Regions from separate parts of the Zea mays genome. Here regions 1 and 3 are each linked to region 2. The links are chromatin contacts, called in public Hi-C maps. All regions are on one chromosome and are shown on one strand. Each heading gives the region's core, a stretch centred on a gene start, on an enhancer-like site or on the middle of the called end of the contact. The rest is flanking DNA. Distances are from core to core; before and after follow the strand shown.

Region 1 (2,766 bases), core at 190-2,689, 170 kb before region 2:
AGGGGGAATGAGAATGGACTTTGGGGGAATGAGAATGTACTTTGCGTGGAGGGGGTAATGAGAAAGACAGTGCGGGAATGGGAATGACAGAACACGGAATGACAGCCTACCCCTTACCGCCTTAATAAGTAGTAGAGATTTGTTGCTCTTGTTGCTTGGCTTTTAATCATGCTTTCTTCATCTCCTTCTAAACTCTCTCGTGACTTGTAAAGCTAGCAAGAGACACCTAAGTGTGTGGTGGTACTTGCGGGGGCTTTGTGATCCTTGAGATTAAGAAGCACTCAACCCGTGATCGATTGAGAGAGGGAAAGGGTTGATAAAGACCCGGGCTTCGTAGCCTCCTCAACGGGGAGTAGGTTCATTGGAACCGAACCTCGGGAAACAAATCGTTGTGTTCATTTGTGTTGATCATTCACTTATGATTTGATTCTTCTTCTCCCCTCTCTCTAAAAATTCTCTTGATCACAATCCTTTGAGTTAGCTCCTAAAGTTATCTGTATTGATTGAGCAACTCATAGCAAGAAGAACTCTCTTTCGCACTCCGAATTTATTATTACTCTTTCTAGTCCTAACCCCGGATAAAGTTTGCGTTCAAAGTTTATAATTTATAGGTTTTGCTTATTCACCCTCTCTAGGCGACTTTCAATAATCAACAGAATAGTAGTATAATGATTGGGAGGATCCATTCACTTAGAGCCTTAGATCATCAACATCGAGCGCACACGAACACATCAATATCACAACAAACAAACAGAATCATGAGGGCCAACGACGCACATGGGCGACGCCACATTCACTTTGCCTGGTGCACTGATAGGGTAAACTAAAATTTTCCACTAGCAAATTTTTTTGACCATATATTTTTAAGATCATGTGTATATTTTTAAGGGGTGCACCATGGTAAAAGTGAAGCTGGATTCGCCCCTGGCGACGCACCATGTTTCATCTGCGGCTGTGGGTGATCGAGTTGTCCGGCCCTGCCTCAAGATACTGGCCCAAAAAGGAGCTGCTATGTACGCGGCTTGGTCTACAGAAGCAGTGCCGATGGCCGATTTCCTCCCGTGGGTCGCTCGCCGATCGCGGACCGCCTTCGTTGCTCCCTATCAATCTTTAAGGTAACAAATGTACATAGAAATTAAAAATCTCATTCGGTTGATATAATCTTTAAACACTGCACCGATGAATCTTTAAGATAAAATTGACCAAATCACTATATACGTCCGACTTGAACCTAGGATCTCAGATGCTAATGAGACTCTTATAACTACTAGGCTAATAAAAGGTTTATGCTATAGGTTTGTAATTTATTATGAGGAAAAGAGAAAAAGATAGAACACAGCTCGTTCCTGAGCGTAAACCCAACACAGCCCAGCCCACAAGAAGCCCAGAGAGAAGCTGACAGGCCGGCCTCACGACCACCAACCTGCCTCCTCGTCCTGGTTCCTGTCTCCGTCTCCGCGTCGCTCCCTATCCAATCTTCTCCTCCCTCCCTTCCCCGCGTCGCGGCAAGACGACCTCGCCGCTCCCTGCCTCCCTCTCCCCGCCGCAGGTGCTGGAGATGCAGGCGACTGCCGCCTCCTTCCTCGCCCGCCCACTCCCGCGGCTTCGCCGGTGCGCGCGACTGCCTTAAACCCTCCTCTTACCCCCCCCCCCCCCCCCCCCCCCCCCCCCCCCCCCCCAATCCTCGTGTTATTCCCTGTTTGTGGCGTGCTCTGAAGGTGATGTGGTTTTGTTCGATTCAGCATTGGCAGCTGGGGAGCGGATGCGGCGGTGGTGCGTGAGGGCGTTATCGCGCTCCCTCTGCGGCTGCGGGGGCCGCGGTGCTCCATTAGCCTCTCCATCGGCGCCGGCGCCGGCGCTGGCGCCGAAGCTGACCACGAGTTCAGCTACGGTAAGAGGCGCTGAATTTACAGCCTTAATTCCTTCGAAGCCTGTTTGAGTTGCTTTTGGAGTGTAAATTTGGCAGGGTAACGTATGTGTCTTTAGACGTTAAATCCATAGCCTTAATTCCTTCGAAGTCTTTCTGAGTTGCTTTTGGAGTATAAAATCTTGGTAGGGTAACGTATGTGTCTTTTGGGTTGCCGATGCATGAAGTAAGGAATAGTATGTGGGATCGTGCACTGGCCTTCAGTTACCAAACTGATAATGTGTTTTTAGTTTTAGTAGGTAGCCAATCCTGCAATGTACATTGTTCAATGTGATCGTGATGAGGAAATTTGGGGAGGGTGGGGCATACTGGAGATACAGAATGTATTCAGGAGATCCCTGTATTTAGGGAGATAAACAGATTGAAGGAGATCCCTGTATTTAGCGAAAGCGTATTATGAGTAAGAAAATTGACATTATGTACCTTCAGATCAAAAGTTCTGTTTGAATGTGTTTTCTCTCTTGTATAAATGCATGGTGCTGCTCTACGTAAATCGTGGGGTCTCTGTGGACCTAGAAATCGTGTTTTTTTACCAACACTAACCTGGCTGGGGCTGCTACAGACTAGTCCTGAAACTTAAAAATCGAATGTATATAGAAATTAAAAACCTCAATCAATTAATGTGACAACATTATAGGTGTGAATTTATTTGTTTGCAATGGCCTGTTTTTTGTAAGTCTCAGATTCTATCTTGGTTGACCGCACAATTTGTTGCTTTGTTGGGTTATTTCTGTACAAACTATTGGTTTACATGAGGTCATATCCATCCCTCTATTTGTTATCAACAGAGCATGTTCCGGTGTTCCCTAGATACCGAATACGAGATCCCTACAAGCTTC
Region 2 (2,700 bases), core at 139-2,638:
TAATTTTCACATAAAAGAAACAATTAAGGTACCAAAGTAAACTTCTTTTGAAATGCTTTATCAAACAAAAGAGATGCTCAAAAGATGAATGCACCACACACTTTAAATTCAAAATTTGAAAATAATTATCCTCTTCTAAGTTCTCGTGCTCGTGTTTTATTTGGTGTTTAAACGAAAACGTCCGATGCTCCATAATAGCCTGTTTTTCCTGTGTTTCTTAGTGTCTTTTCGTTTTGGTTTCTTGTATCTTGTACCTTGAACTCTTGCATGATCTTTATGTCTTCTTCAATGAATCTTCTAATGACTTTTTTTTGATGTGTCTATCTTCTCGATGGTCACTTTGCCTTGGTCCAAATCCATGTTACATCATTTGAACTATATTCATAGGTAGTAGCAAATAATGATTGTCAAACTAATTTTATTAATTATCAAACATCAAAACTTAATTATCAAATGGAACTCGGTCCATTTTCCTTGTATTCTACAAAAACAAGTTCTCTCACGTAGGTTGAGCACAAATAAAAATCCACTCCAGCTACCTGTTTTGATCATTCCTCTCCTCCACTTCCAAGTTCCAAGTCATATCTTGGTCGACTGATCTAAACATGTAAGTAATGGTATAACCAAACAAGATTGTGCAGTCACCCTTCTAGCCAGTGATCGATGAGAGCTCTAATTCCACATGAACTAGTCTACTAGTCGCAGTTAACTTTGCATTTGTATCCGCTATAGTCAAACAAACACCACGGAACTATATGGCGCCGCTTCTTGTACGTGTCATAGACAGAGCCGTCAGGCAGCACCGCAGCTGTAGGCTGCCTGCTGATCCGGCTTGGCTACGGCGCTCTGGTCGTCCGTGACGGCCGGGACCGGGAGGGCGCGCGGCAGGTGGGGCAGGACGCGCGCGTGGCGAGCCAGGCTTGCACGCAGGCGTCGTGGTATGCGTGGCCGCACGCCGGGAGCACGCGAACGCGCTCGCCGCCCTCCGGGTCGAGCTCGGACAGGCAGATGGCGCAGTCGGCCTCCGCCCACACGGCGCCGGCGCCGGCGCCGTCCACGGCTTGGGAGGGGGGCTTAGGATCCTGCGCCTCCCGCGCGGCGCGGCGGCGCTCGAGGCATTGGAGGAGGAAGCGCGCGGTGTGGTAGAGGCAGACGGCGGCGCAGGAGGAGTAGGCGAGGAGGAGGACGACGGCGGAGAGGCGGGAGAGAAATGTATCGCCCCACGGGTCGATGGGAGTCGGAGGCTGCGCGGGTGACGGTGGTGGTGATGAGGAGTTGTTGATCATGGTCGCAGGTGCCGCCGTGCCGGTGGAGGGAGGGCGAGGCGGTGTGGCCGCTGCTCCGGTGCGCAGCGCTAGCGCCTGGCGCCATGCATGTGTCCTTTGGGCTGGCTGGAGCTTTTGTGGCTTGGACTTTTAGAGGCCGTGTGTGTGTGTGACAAGGCCGCCGCAGCGTGAAATCTGTTAGTTGGGCTAAAAATGGGCTGTCTAGATACTGCACCCTTCGGTTTGTTACTTTGTTGGGCTTTTTGTAGGAAACTACTGCATCTCTATTTGGTCTGGAGATGACGCGCCGGATCCTTTTTTCTCGTGAAGAAAAAAAGCAGCAGAGAGATGGTGCAACGCAAACAGAGGAGAGTATCCACTTCCATTTTTCTCAGCTAAAAAAAATAAGAATATACTGTACGTCCTATTGCGTGCAGAAATATTACAACAGCAGCAGATCGACGTGCGATCAGTTTGAAGTTTCAGGCTTTCAGCCACTTGTCGCACGAGATTACAAAAAACGCTTTCGCGCTCGTCTCGGGTACGGTCCTGCAAAGATGGCACAGCAGCACAACGGCACCGCCCATGGCCGTTTCAGCGAAGAGAAAGGCCTGCCCCCGCCCGGACCTGGAGAGGATAAGGAGCCGTCGCCGTCTGGACATCTGGACCTTCCCTCTCTCTATCTCTCTCTCTCTCTCCCCCGTGCCGGCACCGTCTGTGTGAATGGAGCGCCCGAAATCTGCATGGAGTTGATGGCAATGCTGATGGCAACCTGCTGGTTTATCTGTATGCGGAAACCCGCAACAAACCGTGATGCTGCCGGATACGCATACGCAGCAGCAGGGGTGGTCTTGTCTTCCAGAACGAATCCTACAGATAGCGGCAGCGGTTGCTCGCAATGCTAACCACGCACCTTTCTCTTGATCTTGATTGGGTTTTGTGTATGCACAAGCCTCGTGGACTTTATTTACACTATCTAGAATTTCCTATCTAGAATTTCCGAGTGTTTTGTTTGGTCCACGGGACAAAAAAGTCTCAGGGTCCCTATGAATCAACTGAAGCACTCGAGAAGAATAGAATTCTAGATTCATTTTTTGTAGTCAGACTATCTAAACTTTTTTCGTGACCTATTTTATAGAAAAAAATACTACCTCCATTCTTAAATATTTTTAAAAAACTTTGACAGCTCGTCTTATTCAACAAAAATGTGAAATATTGTTTATTTTGCTATAATTTGTTTTATCACTTGAGGTAATTTAAGCGTGACTTGAAATTTTATATTTTCGAATAAGACAAGTGGTCAAAGTTTTTTTTTAAAAATCAACGGCGTCATATATTTAAAAACGGAGGGAGTACCATCGTTTATGTTGAGGAAGCTGTTGAGCACTGTTTGTGGCACTGGGCATGCCCGAGTGGACCGGCCTGCCTTAGGCCC
Region 3 (2,978 bases), core at 189-2,688, 140 kb after region 2:
AGATATATTAGGTAGTGTTTGGTTGAGGAGCCAAGTAGAACGGAGTCGTTCCATCCCTGATTCTAGGAACGGAGCCGCTCTGTTCTGTGTTTGGTAATCTGGAACGGAGCGGTTCTGTTTTTTGTTTGGTTGCAGAGTGAACGGAACGGAGCGTGACTGTGAGAGCGGGATTGGAACGGAGCGGCTCCGTCCCATTGATTTTTTGGAGCGGAATGGTTCCGGATCTGAGGAGAATATTCCCTAATTGGAGCCATTCCGTTCTAGTTACTTTGTAACCAAACAACAACAAAACTGGAACAGAACGGTTCCGTTCTACCTGGCTCTTCAACCAAACACTACCTTGGGTACCTTACACTGGGTTTAGCTAGAATCATATATGCACAACAATTCCAGTAGGGCACTAAATCTGAATTTAAGGGTTACTTTGGAATACGAAATTTTCCCCGTTTTATGTATTTTTTCTGTGAAAATAAATTGTTTTCTATGAAATTTCTATATGATTACTATAAAATTTCTACATTCCAAAGGAGCTCAATGTTTAAGAAAAAAAGGTCCGACAGAGTTTTTTATTTAAGCCCTCAAAGCAGTAGAGATATCCTAAAAGATCCCTTCTTGGTTTGCATGGGGGCACGCATGGAATGCAAACGCAAAAAAAGAAAGAGTGACGGTCAAGGTTCACGAAAAAAGAGAGCAGAAAATGACTTTGTAGAGAAGGTGATGAAAGCCTCCACAAAAAAGCAGCCAAGGCCCAAGGGCGCCGGAAAGAACAAAGAACGAAAATAAACGTCAGAAATTTTACTTATATGGATAATACATATGTGCGTGCGCATGTGCGTTGAGATTTGAAGTAAGCTCACCGGCCAGGGATTACGGCCGACCGTCTCCACCTGACCTTGAACGCTGACACATTACTTATCCAATATTCTAATACAACATCACTACTTTTTCATAATAACTATAATATGTATAGTATTATTATTATTATTATATCTAATCCAGTCAATAATCTACGACATCTTTTCAGAGGTTGATACGTACATCAGAAAGTAATAAACATTCACGAGTCAGAGTTTCAGACTCGTTCTACACAGCGCGATGTTCCCGGCGGAAGCTTTTTAGCTGAGTGCAAAACTAATGTGGCAGCAATTTATAGGTTCTTGTACATAATATCTGCCTGAAATCAATTCCAGACAATTGGGGGGGGGGGGGGGGGGGGGGGGGTGGGGGAGTTGGAATTTACCTGAAAACTTGAAATATTTTCCTGTGAAATTCACTTTTGTCTGCCCAAGAATTACCGTGGCCATAACGGATTCGAATCCTCAACAGCCACCCGGATCCAAAATCCAAAACCCTGCAAGAGCAAAGCTCCTCATCACCCACCCCTCGCTCACATTTAACACCCCACCACCTCAAAAACTGCAAGCCCCAAACTCACGACCACCGTCTCCACCACGGCACCACCATCACTCCAACACCACCGCCTCCCTCTCCGTTCTCTTCCTCCCAACGACTCAAACCGCCACCGTCGCGGCTCCCTGAACCACCAGACCAGCCCAGAGCCCAGCCCACCACAAACGCTGCTGCTGCTGGAGAGAGGGGCGCGCGGGCGGACGGGAGCGATGGGCAACTGCCAGGCGGCGGAGGCGGCGGCGGTCATCATCCAGCACCCCGGCGGGAAGGTCGACCGGCTCTACTGGTCCACCACCGCCGCCGAGGTCATGCGGAACAACCCGGGACACTACGTTGCCCTCGTCATACTCCGTGTTCCTGCAGATAACAAGCCCGCCGCCGCCGCCGCCGCCGCCGCCGGGGACGCCGCGGCGTCCTCCGGCCCCGGCAGTGGTGGGGCCAAGATCACCAGGGTCAAGCTGCTGAAGCCCAAGGACACGCTTCTCCTTGGCCAGGTCTACCGCCTCATCACCGCGCAAGGTTTGTTAGCACTCAGCTGTCCTGGCCATGGGCTTAAGGCCCATGGCGCGGTTCAATTTACTCGGGCAATCTTGAAATTCTCAACCCGATCGTGCTCCGCGCGCAGAGGTGACGAAGGCGGTGCGGGCGAGGAAGAACGAGAAGATGCAGCGGTGCGAGGCCATCAGGCAGCAGCACGAGCAGCTCCGGCGCGGCGACGGGGCTCACCAGAGCTCTTCCAGCCAGGTCGGTATGCGATTCTCTGACACCATTTTTTTCTTTTTATTTCCTGGTGCAACAAGCAGCTACTGATTCTTCTGTGGCTTCAGGACGGGAAGCAGGACAAGGACCGGCACCGGGGAAGAGGCCGGCACTGGCGGCCGGTGCTGCAGAGCATCTCCGAGTCCGCGAGCCAGAGCAGCAGCAGCATCGTCTCTGAATCCGCCACCAGCTAATGCTACTGACCGGACTGTGCCATCCGGCCGGTGCTCTCTTTCTTTCTTTTTCTTTTGGGATTTCTGTTTGCTTGTTAGTATAGAGTGCTTGAGCCTAGCCAGAAATGGAAAAAAAAACTGTAAATCAGAGTGTCAGGGCAGGACTAATAGGAAGTTTGTTTCGTCTGTCAATGTGATTTGGCATGGTGAAACTGACACTAAAACCGCGTATTCAGATCAATCGAGTGGTTTGCCAATTGCAACATTTCAGAGCATGAACACTAAGCAAAAAGGAAGAAGAAAAAAAAATGCAATCCTTGCTCTTCGATCCAGAGGAGGGCCCTAAGAGTTTTAACTCATCTCGAGAGAAAAGGTTCAAGAACCGGACTCTTGTACCATACTGTATTATTAGTCTTCGCATCACTAGCAGAAACTAAGTTCAAATAATCGAGCGGTTTGGCAATCGTAACTTTGCAAAGCATGAGGTCTGAGCACAAAGTGAACTTACTACTCTCACTAAACTGTATCAACTTATAACTCTAAAAATCGTATCGATGTTATAACTAAAAATTGTATCAATATTTGGTCAGTGGCGGAAACTATGCAAATCTGAGTATATGACAGATAAACAGAACA

What was found. A called contact is a pair of places that touch in the nucleus more often than the background predicts.
Region 1: a contact with region 2 is called in a Hi-C map of tassel, with 2.4 times the contacts expected there. The contact joins the promoter of LOC100276143 here to the promoter of LOC100285140 in region 2. A contact is called at or near these places in 3 of 25 Hi-C or Micro-C datasets (ear, leaf and tassel).
Region 3: a Hi-C map of bundle sheath shows a contact between it and region 2, with 5 times the contacts expected there. The contact joins the promoter of LOC100275410 here to the promoter of LOC100285140 in region 2. A contact is called at or near these places in 14 of 25 Hi-C or Micro-C datasets (bundle sheath, ear, endosperm and 4 more) and 2 of 3 datasets of contacts at active chromatin or transcription factors (leaf and seedling).

What each region holds. Positions count from the first base shown.
Region 1 is chr7:109,416,516-109,419,281 of Zm-B73-REFERENCE-NAM-5.0, forward strand. LOC100276143 (Protein CHAPERONE-LIKE PROTEIN OF POR1 chloroplastic) reads left to right here and starts at 1,440. Exons shown (of 5, transcript NM_001150000.2): 1 at 1,440-1,611; 2 at 1,743-1,891; 3 at 2,716-2,766. The coding sequence starts at 1,559.
Region 2 is chr7:109,587,026-109,589,725 of Zm-B73-REFERENCE-NAM-5.0, forward strand. It overlaps LOC100285140 (RING-H2 finger protein ATL1I), which reads right to left and starts at 1,389. Exons shown (of 1, transcript NM_001158034.2): 1 at 668-1,389. The coding sequence starts at 1,286. The coding sequence ends at 837.
Region 3 is chr7:109,731,335-109,734,312 of Zm-B73-REFERENCE-NAM-5.0, forward strand. LOC100275410 reads left to right here and starts at 1,439. Exons shown (of 3, transcript NM_001149487.2): 1 at 1,439-1,929; 2 at 2,036-2,154; 3 at 2,238-2,607. The coding sequence starts at 1,620. The coding sequence ends at 2,363.